Regions from separate parts of the Zea mays genome. Here region 2 is linked to region 1. Evidence: chromatin contacts called from public Hi-C data. All regions are on one chromosome and are shown on one strand. Each heading gives the region's core, a stretch centred on a gene start, on an enhancer-like site or on the middle of the called end of the contact. The rest is flanking DNA. Distances are from core to core; before and after follow the strand shown.

Region 1 (4,885 bases), core at 350-2,849:
TTACTCCTACACGTTGGTAGAGCATTGCAAGCATCATAAAGCCTAGTGAGGTGATTAGAGAATCTTAATCCCGCATTTGGACCTCATTAGTGCTAGCGAGAGCCACCTAGAGCACACACCGCATGCATTAGGCTTCTCTTAGTTAAGTGAAAGTCTACGACTTGTTACTCTTGGTGATCGGCATCACCTAGACGGCTTGGTGGCATTGGGGGCTCGGTGATCACCTTGTAGATCTTGTTGGTGACCCGGCTCAAGACTGTAAGCGGCCGTGAGGGATCCACCGCGCCGGAGTGACAAAAGATCATCTCATAGTGAGCACTTGGTTCTTGCGAGGACCAAAGGGGAGCGATACCCTTGCGCGAGTGCTCCAACGAGGACTAGGGAGAGTGACGACTCTTCGATACCTCGGGAAAAATTGGAGGAGTCTTCTAAACCTTGATTTACATTCCACACTTAATTCAAGCATTTTACATTGTGTATTTGTTTATCAAGTATTTAAAGTATTGTCTTATCATTGTTGTATTTCTAGTATTATTCTCTTATTGCTATTTGTTGGGGTGAAGTTGGGCTCTTGCTTAGGTTTTAATTATTGTTGATTTTTAGAAAAGCCTAATTTACTCCCTATTGGGCATCGTGATCCTTTCATCATTAATTACCAAAACATCATTAAAGGACCTAGATAATTCACAACAACCCCAATATAGGTGAAGCACTATTGAGACACATGGATTAATGCGTTGCGTTGTTGACACACGGATGACACTATGCATGCACGCGGGAGGGTGATTAGCGAATAAGCATGTCTCCGAATAGCTATGCATATATGACCGTGCAAAATATTATTTTGTATTATAAACTATACGATTACACATAGTTACATAATAAATTTTGAGATAAGAAGTGAAGTAGTAAGAGGTAAGATAGGAAAGCCACGAGAAATAGCCTAAATTGGAGAGCACTTCGTTCTCCTTTTGTACCGGTACCCAAAAGCAAAGAAAGAGTAAATTTCCATATTTCTGTGTTTTTATTATACATTGTGCTTTTGTGTGTGCACGAAAAAAAGTGAGGGAGGTCAAATATATTCTTTTTTCTAGTTGAAAACCGGAAAACAACCACTTCTAAAGCTCTCTTTAGCAAATCGTATATATGGTCTTACAATACATTATTTTTACATGATAAACTATACTGTTTATAAAATAAGTTTAAAATAAAAGGTACAATAAAAGATATGATGAATAAGTTGATGAAGATGATCTAACCCACCTTCGTCAGTCTCACGAAGGTCACAGAATGCTAAGGACTTGGGCTGTGAAATGGCAAGCAGCATAGAAAGGAGCTCCATGCTTCGGCCCATTTTCGAGAAACCTATGAGGTTAGGTTACCACTGGCTTGGGAAAAAAGCAGGAAAACCCTCGGAGAACCTGGTTCTCGGTCGAGAGGTTTCTACAGCCTTCCGTGGCCGCGGTGCAGTGCCGCTCGATCTCACACCCGCTCGACGTGGTGGCCCGCCGTTCAGTCACCATTCGTCCGCTGCAGCCACGACCCCATAAAAGCCCACCAGGCCATCACAAGTCAGAGCCACTTTCGCAAGCCCCCTTCCGACCTTGCCCCTGCGGTCTCCCGAGTCCCGAAGCATCCCCTTCCAAAACCCTCGCCGCGCCGCAGCCACCCTTGCTTCCGCACGCTATCGCCCGGGACCAGCCATCTATGGCGGCGTCCCTGCTCCTCCGCGCCGTGCGCCGAAGGGAGCTTGCGTCCCCTCTCGGATCCGTAAGGCCCCTCATCTGCTTCATCTCCGTGATTCCCTTTCATTCATACTCAACTAGCAGTTTCGTCGCTTGTAATATAGTGTTACAGTGTTGATCCGGACGAGGAATTGTTAATGGGGAAGAGTGATTCTAGATTAGATAGGATCCCACGTTCTCTTTGATTTGGCTCGGACGAGGATAGATTAGTGCTTCTAGATTCGAAGCACTAGAGGGTATTAACTGATTAGTTCAGTTCTGGGAAGTTACTGGATTACTGCTGTGGTAGAATGTCTTACTTGGACATGGTGTTATGACTCAGATTGTCGGTTGCTTCCCTGTGCAGGGATTTATTAGCATTACTAGTGGTGTTATCTCAAATTTTCAATACTGGTGTGGAGTTAACCATGAATAAATTGTAGTTGTGCTATGGCCTCTCAGGTACTCAGGTTTTTGTTTCCAGTGGATGTATTCAGTTCTATTTGATTTATTGAGGGCCTGTTGCTAATAGGTGGATAGGTGGTTGGGTAGTAAGTTGAAGGTGCATATGAACTATTAGTACCTATTAGCAACTCCAAACCAGCTCATGGAACTAATAGTTAGCAGCCCCTTAGTTAATAATTGAGAGAATTATTTCCTTGGCCCTAAAAAAATGTTCGGGTTACTTTCTTAACCCTTTATTTTTGAACTTACCCATTTGGTCTGAAAGCTATTTTTAGTTACTTAGGGCCCCTTTGGCACGGCTCTTTGGACGGCTCTAGCTCAGGTTTATTGTGAAGCCCTACCAAACAGTAAAAAAACGGGTTCTCGTCGAGAGCCCTCCAAGAGCTGGAGCTGTCTTCTTGTTGGGAGCCCGAGCACCCAAACCAAAAACGTGCCTTCTGCCAGCTCCAACATTTTCCTACTACATCATTCGAATTTCGAAAGAAACACAAGAGAAACAGTTTTGCCAAACGAATTGCAAAATGGCTCCGGCTCCTCCAGAGAAGCCAAGGAGCCAGAGCCCTGCCAAAGGGGGCCTTATATAAAAGACACTTATATGACCCTTCCATTAGTTTTGGAGCTTAAATGTGTTAAGTCCAGGGTGAATTGACGATTTTGCCCCTAGGTGGAAACTGAATTAGTGCAGAGTTCTGTTTGTCTATGTTTAGCTTTGAGAAATATTTTTAAACCATGTGAAATATTCCTCAAAATTGAGCATAGACGAACTAGGCTCTGTTTCATTTTTCACTCAGGGTCAAAATCGTCAATTCACCCTTGACTTAACACCGTTTAGTCCCAAAACTAGTGGAAGGGCCACATAAGTAACTAAAGATACCTTTTGGGTCAAATAACATAAGAAAGTTCAAAACTAGAAGGGCCAAAAAAGTAGCTGTTTTTTTTGGGCCATGGACATAATTCTCTTTTAATAATTAGCAGGTCTGTTTGTATTCACTAATACTAATTTTAGCTGCTAATTTTTAGTGCTAATGGATCCAAACAAGCCCAGGAAAAGCTAACTTTTGCTGCTAATTTTTAGTGTTAGTTGGTCTACCTATAGGGCTCAAAATAAGATGCCAGTTTTTTTTTTCTCTGGAGATGAGAAGACAGGAAAAAGCAGGTATCCTGTCATAACATCTCCAGAAACAGCTGGTATCTTGACAATTATCATGTACTCCCTCCGTTGTTTTTTATTTGTCGCAGTTTAGTTCAAAAATGAACTAGTGAGCGACAAATATTCGAGAACGGAGGTAGTACAATGCATCCACTGTGAAGAGTGTTATCTGGGAATCCAGACAGATCTGATTATTTTTGCAGATTCTCAAAATCTTTATCTACTATCTATTCTAGATTCTAAATTCAGATTCTCAAAATCTCTATCTACCATCTAGATTCTTATAATCCCTCTAGGATTCAACAGGGCCTAAGTCAAATGTACTTGTTTCAGCTGGGTGCCAGCATACAGTCAACATGTGTTGCCAACGTTTGCTCAAAATGGGGAAGTTTTGCAAGACCTTTCAGGTAATAATTATCTCCTGCTTTAGTTCTTAATATTTTCTGATTTTGGTAATGCTAATTTGCATGGTAACTTCTTTCAGTGCAAAAGCTGCTGGAAATGAGGTTATTGGGATTGATTTGGGGACAACTAACTCATGTGTTTCGGTTATGGAGGGAAAGGTGAGCTTACTCCTAGGGATTTTCGCCCTTCATGACCTTGTCTATCATATTGGTTTTGTTGCTAAATTATGTAATTATATTAAATGACCGCAGAACCCAAAAGTTATTGAGAATGCTGAAGGTGCGAGAACAACACCATCTGTTGTCGCATTTACTCAGAAGGGTGAAAGACTTGTTGGAACTCCAGCCAAGCGCCAGGCAGTAACCAACCCCCAGAATACTTTCTTTGGAACAAAGAGGTTAATTGGGCGACGCTTCGATGATCCACAGACACAGAAAGAGATGAAGATGGTGCCATACACAATCGTGAAGGCTCCAAATGGTGATGCTTGGGTTCAAACAACAGATGGCAAGCAGTACTCACCAAGTCAGGTCGGTGCATTTGTGCTGACCAAGATGAAGGAGACAGCTGAATCTTACCTTGGCAAGTCTATCTCAAAGGCAGTGATTACTGTTCCAGCTTATTTCAATGATGCTCAGCGTCAGGCCACAAAGGATGCAGGCCGCATTGCTGGCCTTGATGTTGAAAGGATCATCAATGAACCTACAGCAGCCGCTCTGTCTTATGGAATGAACAACAAGGAAGGCTTGATAGCGGTATTTGATCTTGGAGGAGGAACTTTTGATATCTCTATTCTGGAGATCTCAAATGGAGTTTTTGAGGTATCTCTCCATAACCTTCAAGTGAACTCATTGTGGAAACGTTTTCTGAATCACTCTTTTTTCATTGTGGAAACATCTTCTGAATTACACACTGTTTTGATTTGATTCTATGTATTGCTACTCAGGTCAAAGCAACAAATGGTGATACTTTCTTGGGTGGTGAAGATTTTGATAATACACTATTGGAGTTCTTGGTGAGTGATTTCAAGAGAACTGAGGGCATAGATCTGTCGAAAGATAGATTGGCCCTGCAAAGGCTTCGTGAAGCTGCTGAGAAGGCAAAGGTTGAACTTTCGTCGACTTCTCAGACAGAAATCAAT
Region 2 (4,423 bases), core at 1,418-3,917, 190 kb after region 1:
GCCACGGGCGAGTCGTGACTACTCCCACCCGGGGTTTTCCTCGGGCGAGTCGTGACTGCCTATGCCACACGAGGATGGCCTCAAGCGAGTCGTGGCTGACTGTCCAACCAGGGCTTGGTCTCAGGTGAGTCGTGACTGTGTCTCCCATTGGGGGTTGCCTTCTGGAGAGTCGTGACTGCTTGTCTCGCGAGAGGATGGCCTCGGGCTAGTCGTGGCTGCCTGGGCTTGGCCTAGGGCGAGTCGTGACTGCCTCTCCAACCCGAGGGTTGCCTTGGGCGGACTGTTTATTTTGTCTTGGCTTGGCCTTGGGTGAGTTGTAACTTTGTATCCCACCGAGGTTGGCCTCGGGCGAGTCGTAACTGTGTATCCCACCCGGGGGGTTGGCCTCGGGCGAGTAGTGACTGTCTGTCCCGCCCGCGGATGACCTCAGGCGAGTCGTTACTGCATGTCCCGCCTGGGCTTGGCCTCGGACGAGTCGTGACTGTGTCTCCCGCCCGAGAGTGGCCTAGGAAGAGTCGTGGTTGTCTGTCCTATTTTGACTTTGCCTCGGGCGAGTCATAACTGCCCTCCCACTGGGGGTTGGCCTCGGGCGAGTCGTTACTGCCTCTCCCACCCGATGGTGGTGGTGCACGCGGGGGCGGCGGAGGTAGGCCGATCGTGGGGCGGCGCGCTCATCTCCTCGAGGAAGTTGTCACCGCAGGAGGAGAGGGAGACAAGGAGGCACTACATATTTGTGACATGTCATTAATTGGATACACCTACAAAACAATTATAAATATTGCATAAAAAATAAAATACATGCAAACAATAACCATGTAAATTTCAAACTCATATTTACCGTGTCATGGTATAGGTAAAGTAAAACCCTTCATTCAGCACTACATATTTGTGACACGTCTTTAATTGGATATAGCTCATCTGTTTTAGTTTCAACATCACTGTCTCGCTTTAGAAAGTTGAACTGAAAATCATTTTCTATGTGGACACGACCTCCAGATCGGCACTTTAGATGATCTTGAGATTTTATTAAATTTATGCAATAGTTTATCACCTGCAAGTGTGTAAGTTATTGTTAAAAATTACAGGGTGGGTAAAACAATATACATACCAGAGTTACCAAATGAAAAACTAAGCATCTTAGATATCGTAGTTGAGATTGAATGTAATCCAACATGAGTTGAGTTGGCTAGTTGGTGAGAACCTAGGCGTTCTTCTCAAGGCATCCATGGTTCGAACGGGGGAGGACAGAACCGATGGAGGGTAGAACGGGGTGGCAAACTACCCTTTACATTCTTTATAGTACTTAGTAGAGAAGAGATATTGTTTATAGTTCTTACTGCAGGCAACCGCAAAAGGAAACTTTTCGGCTGCAACTGCATGCTTGTGGCTGGAGTACGTGAGCATGCTCAGCTGGGCCGTCGCCAGCTGCCGTGCACGACGACGCCGGCCGCGGCATGTTTGGAAGAAGTGCTGCAGGGCTTTGCCTCGTTTATTATCCACGGCGTACGCCGACGCGCCGACGAGCTAGGCTTAGTCAGACGCTTGTCATGGGCTCATCGCCATCGATCAACGTCATGGCGACTAGCCCAGTACGACGACAGAATCGCTGACAGATTCATCCAAGCTTTCGGTTATTTCCTCTCTCAGTCTCAGCTTCGTGGGCTGCTAAGTTCGTTTCGGTTCATTGAACATGCCCCCCCGGTTTTCACCGCGACCAAAAAGTGTACGGTACTTCATGGCAAAAAGATGCTGTAGCCTGTAGCAGCCTGGCTGGCACATGGGTTTATTTAATTTGACGAAAGAACCAGGCATGGCATTGGTTTGCCGACGAGTCGATCGGCTTTAATTTGATCGAAACCTGAAATCTCTAGAGATATTAGCTGTGGAGTGTACTGAACGAAGAAAGCAAAGGAGCTAATATTTGTGTATCTCTGTAAGTAGGCAGCTATTGTTGAGTGAATCTTTGTTCCAAATATATAAAGATGAAGGCTTGTTTGGCCTAATAATAGATTCAGAATGCAAGCAGCGCACTTGGTTGGAGATGCACTGCAAACTATTTTTTACCACTGCATCTAAAGTTTTTTTTTTGTGACACTAAATGAATTGCATCCTACTGATGCTATAACGTCAAGGCACTACAGTTGGCATGGGGATATCAGTTAGGACAACATATATAGTGCACATGAAACATTGGTGCACATGATGCACATAATAAATCATCATCACTCATTTTAGATTTAACGTCTCTAGCTGTTTGGTACATTTTACTAAGGACACCATTCAACGTGGTGGTGTGTAGTGGTGAAAGATGTTGTGTGTAAATTGAATAATCAACTAAAGACGTTAGATCTAAAATAAGTGGTGATGATTTAATATGTGTACCAGTCTTCTATGTGCACTGCACCAGATATGTCCCCGTCAGTTAGTTATCACCCAAACGTTACAATCTGTAGCCTTCTCAGCTGACCATGGAATGGTCCGGATTCATATTCACATGCACCCTCTCCATGACGTCCACCTGTGATCCTGGCATCGCCTATAAATTGCTCACTACCTTGTGCTCCCTTCCCCCACACCGCTCTGAACTCTGATTCCATTCCCGAGCCCGATCGATCTCCTGCTCCTTTGCAACGCACGCACGCTTACATCCCAATGGCCCAGACGACCATGGCCGCCGCCTCCGAGCTGGTCACCCTAAAGCGCCCGTTCGGCAAGGACGTGTCTGGCTCTGGCGACGGCAGCGTCGCCGAGGAGAAGCCCAAGGCGCCGGCGCGCCGGCGGGAGGCGGAAGACCCGGCGGCGGCGCTGGCCGCGGCGCGGCACGAGTTCGGCGAGCACGGCGGCGTGAACATGTCCATCGAGGCGTCGGCGACGTTCACGGTGATGGAGCCGGAAACCATGCGGCGGCTCTTCGCGGGCGAGCTGGGCCCCGACCGCGGCGGCATGTACATCTACAGCCGGCACTTCAACCCGACGGTGCAGGCGCTGGGGCGGCAGATGGCGGCGCTGGAGGGCACGGAGGCCGCCTACTGCACGGCGTCCGGGATGTCCGCCATCTCCTCCGTCATGGTGCAGCTGGTGGGTGCCGGCGGCCACGTGGTGGCGTCGCGGTGCCTGTACGGCGGCACCCACGCGCTGCTCGCCCGGTTCCTGCCGCGCGCCGCCGGGGTGCGCGCCACCTTCGTGGACGTCGACGACGAGGCCGCCGTGCGCGCCGCGGTGGTCCCCGGTGAGACGCGGGTAGTGTTCGTGGAGACCATGTCCAACCCGACGCTCGCCGTCGCCGACATCCCCATGCTGGCGCGGGTGGCTCACGAGGCCGGCGCCAAGCTTGTGGTGGACAACACCTTCACCCCCGTCGTGGTCTCGCCCGCGCGCCTCGGCGCCGACGTCGTCGTCCACAGCGTCTCCAAGTTCATCAGCGGCGGCGGCGACATCATCGCTGGTAAGGACACGTCCTGACTACCCTCCGATCCTCCCCAAGTCATCGCCGTGTGCATGCAATGCAACAACAAAATCAGAAAACGTCTCATCTGACCTTGATGTGCTAATGGTCTACGTACGCTCTTTGCACGCACGCACGCACGCATGCATGCAGGCGCGATCTGTGGGCCGGCGAGCCTGGTGAACGCGATGATGGACCTGCAGGAGGGGGCGCTGATGCTGCTGGGCCCCACGATGAACGCCAAGATGGCCTTCGAGCTGTGGGAGCGCCTCCCGCACCTGCCGCTGCGGATGCAGGAGCACTCGCGCCGCGCGCTGGCGTTCGCCGCGCGGATGCAGCGCCTGGGCCTGCGCGTGCTCTACCCGGGCCTCCCGGACCACCCGCACCACGCGCGCCTGGCCGCCATGCGGAACCCGGGATACGGCTCCGGCGGCATGCTGTGCGTCGACATGGGCACGGAGGAGCGCGCCAACCGCCTCATGCACCACCTCCAGAACACCACCCAGTTCGGCCTCATGGCCGTCAGCCTGGGCTACTACGAGACGCTCGTGTCCTGCTCCGGGACCAGCACCAGCAGCGAGATGCCGCCCCAGGACCGCGAGCGCGCCGGCATCTCCCCGGGCCTCGTCCGCATGTCCGTGGGCTACAACGGCACGCTGGAGCAGCGCTGGGCACAGTTGGAGCGCGCGCTAGCGCTCATGCAGCCGCCGCCACCGCCGCGGCACCACCACCTCAAGGGCGCTGCCGACCGCGATGGCCCCGACGCCGCCAACAACCACGGCAAACACTGACGCTTGGCCTTCCGAGTGTGCATGCACGTTGTGGCTTTGTGTCGTGTTCGTGGATATACTACTAGTACCAAAGAAGTAAGGTTAAAAGGCCGTCTGATCCCTCTGGTTCAGATGGATATGCCAGTATGTGCAAGCGGCATGGTCATTGGTCTCTGAGAAACATGGAAGTGAACTTGAATAAATGGGA

Evidence for each region. Hi-C and Micro-C count contacts between places; a contact is called where the count stands out from the background.
Region 2: a Hi-C map of endosperm shows a contact between it and region 1, with 2.7 times the contacts expected there. The contact joins the promoter of LOC103628064 here to the promoter of LOC100285374 in region 1. A contact is called at or near these places in 2 of 25 Hi-C or Micro-C datasets (endosperm and leaf).

Annotation. Positions count from the first base shown.
Region 1 is chr5:22,642,132-22,647,016 of Zm-B73-REFERENCE-NAM-5.0, forward strand. It overlaps LOC100285374 (heat shock 70 kDa protein), which reads left to right and starts at 1,600. Exons shown (of 6, transcript NM_001158267.2): 1 at 1,600-1,770; 2 at 3,673-3,746; 3 at 3,824-3,902; 4 at 3,996-4,565; 5 at 4,691-4,885. The coding sequence starts at 1,708.
Region 2 is chr5:22,826,689-22,831,111 of Zm-B73-REFERENCE-NAM-5.0, forward strand. LOC103628064 (methionine gamma-lyase) reads left to right here and starts at 2,668. Exons shown (of 2, transcript XM_023300134.1): 1 at 2,668-3,445; 2 at 3,599-4,410. The coding sequence starts at 2,668. The coding sequence ends at 4,236. It also overlaps the pseudogene LOC103628063.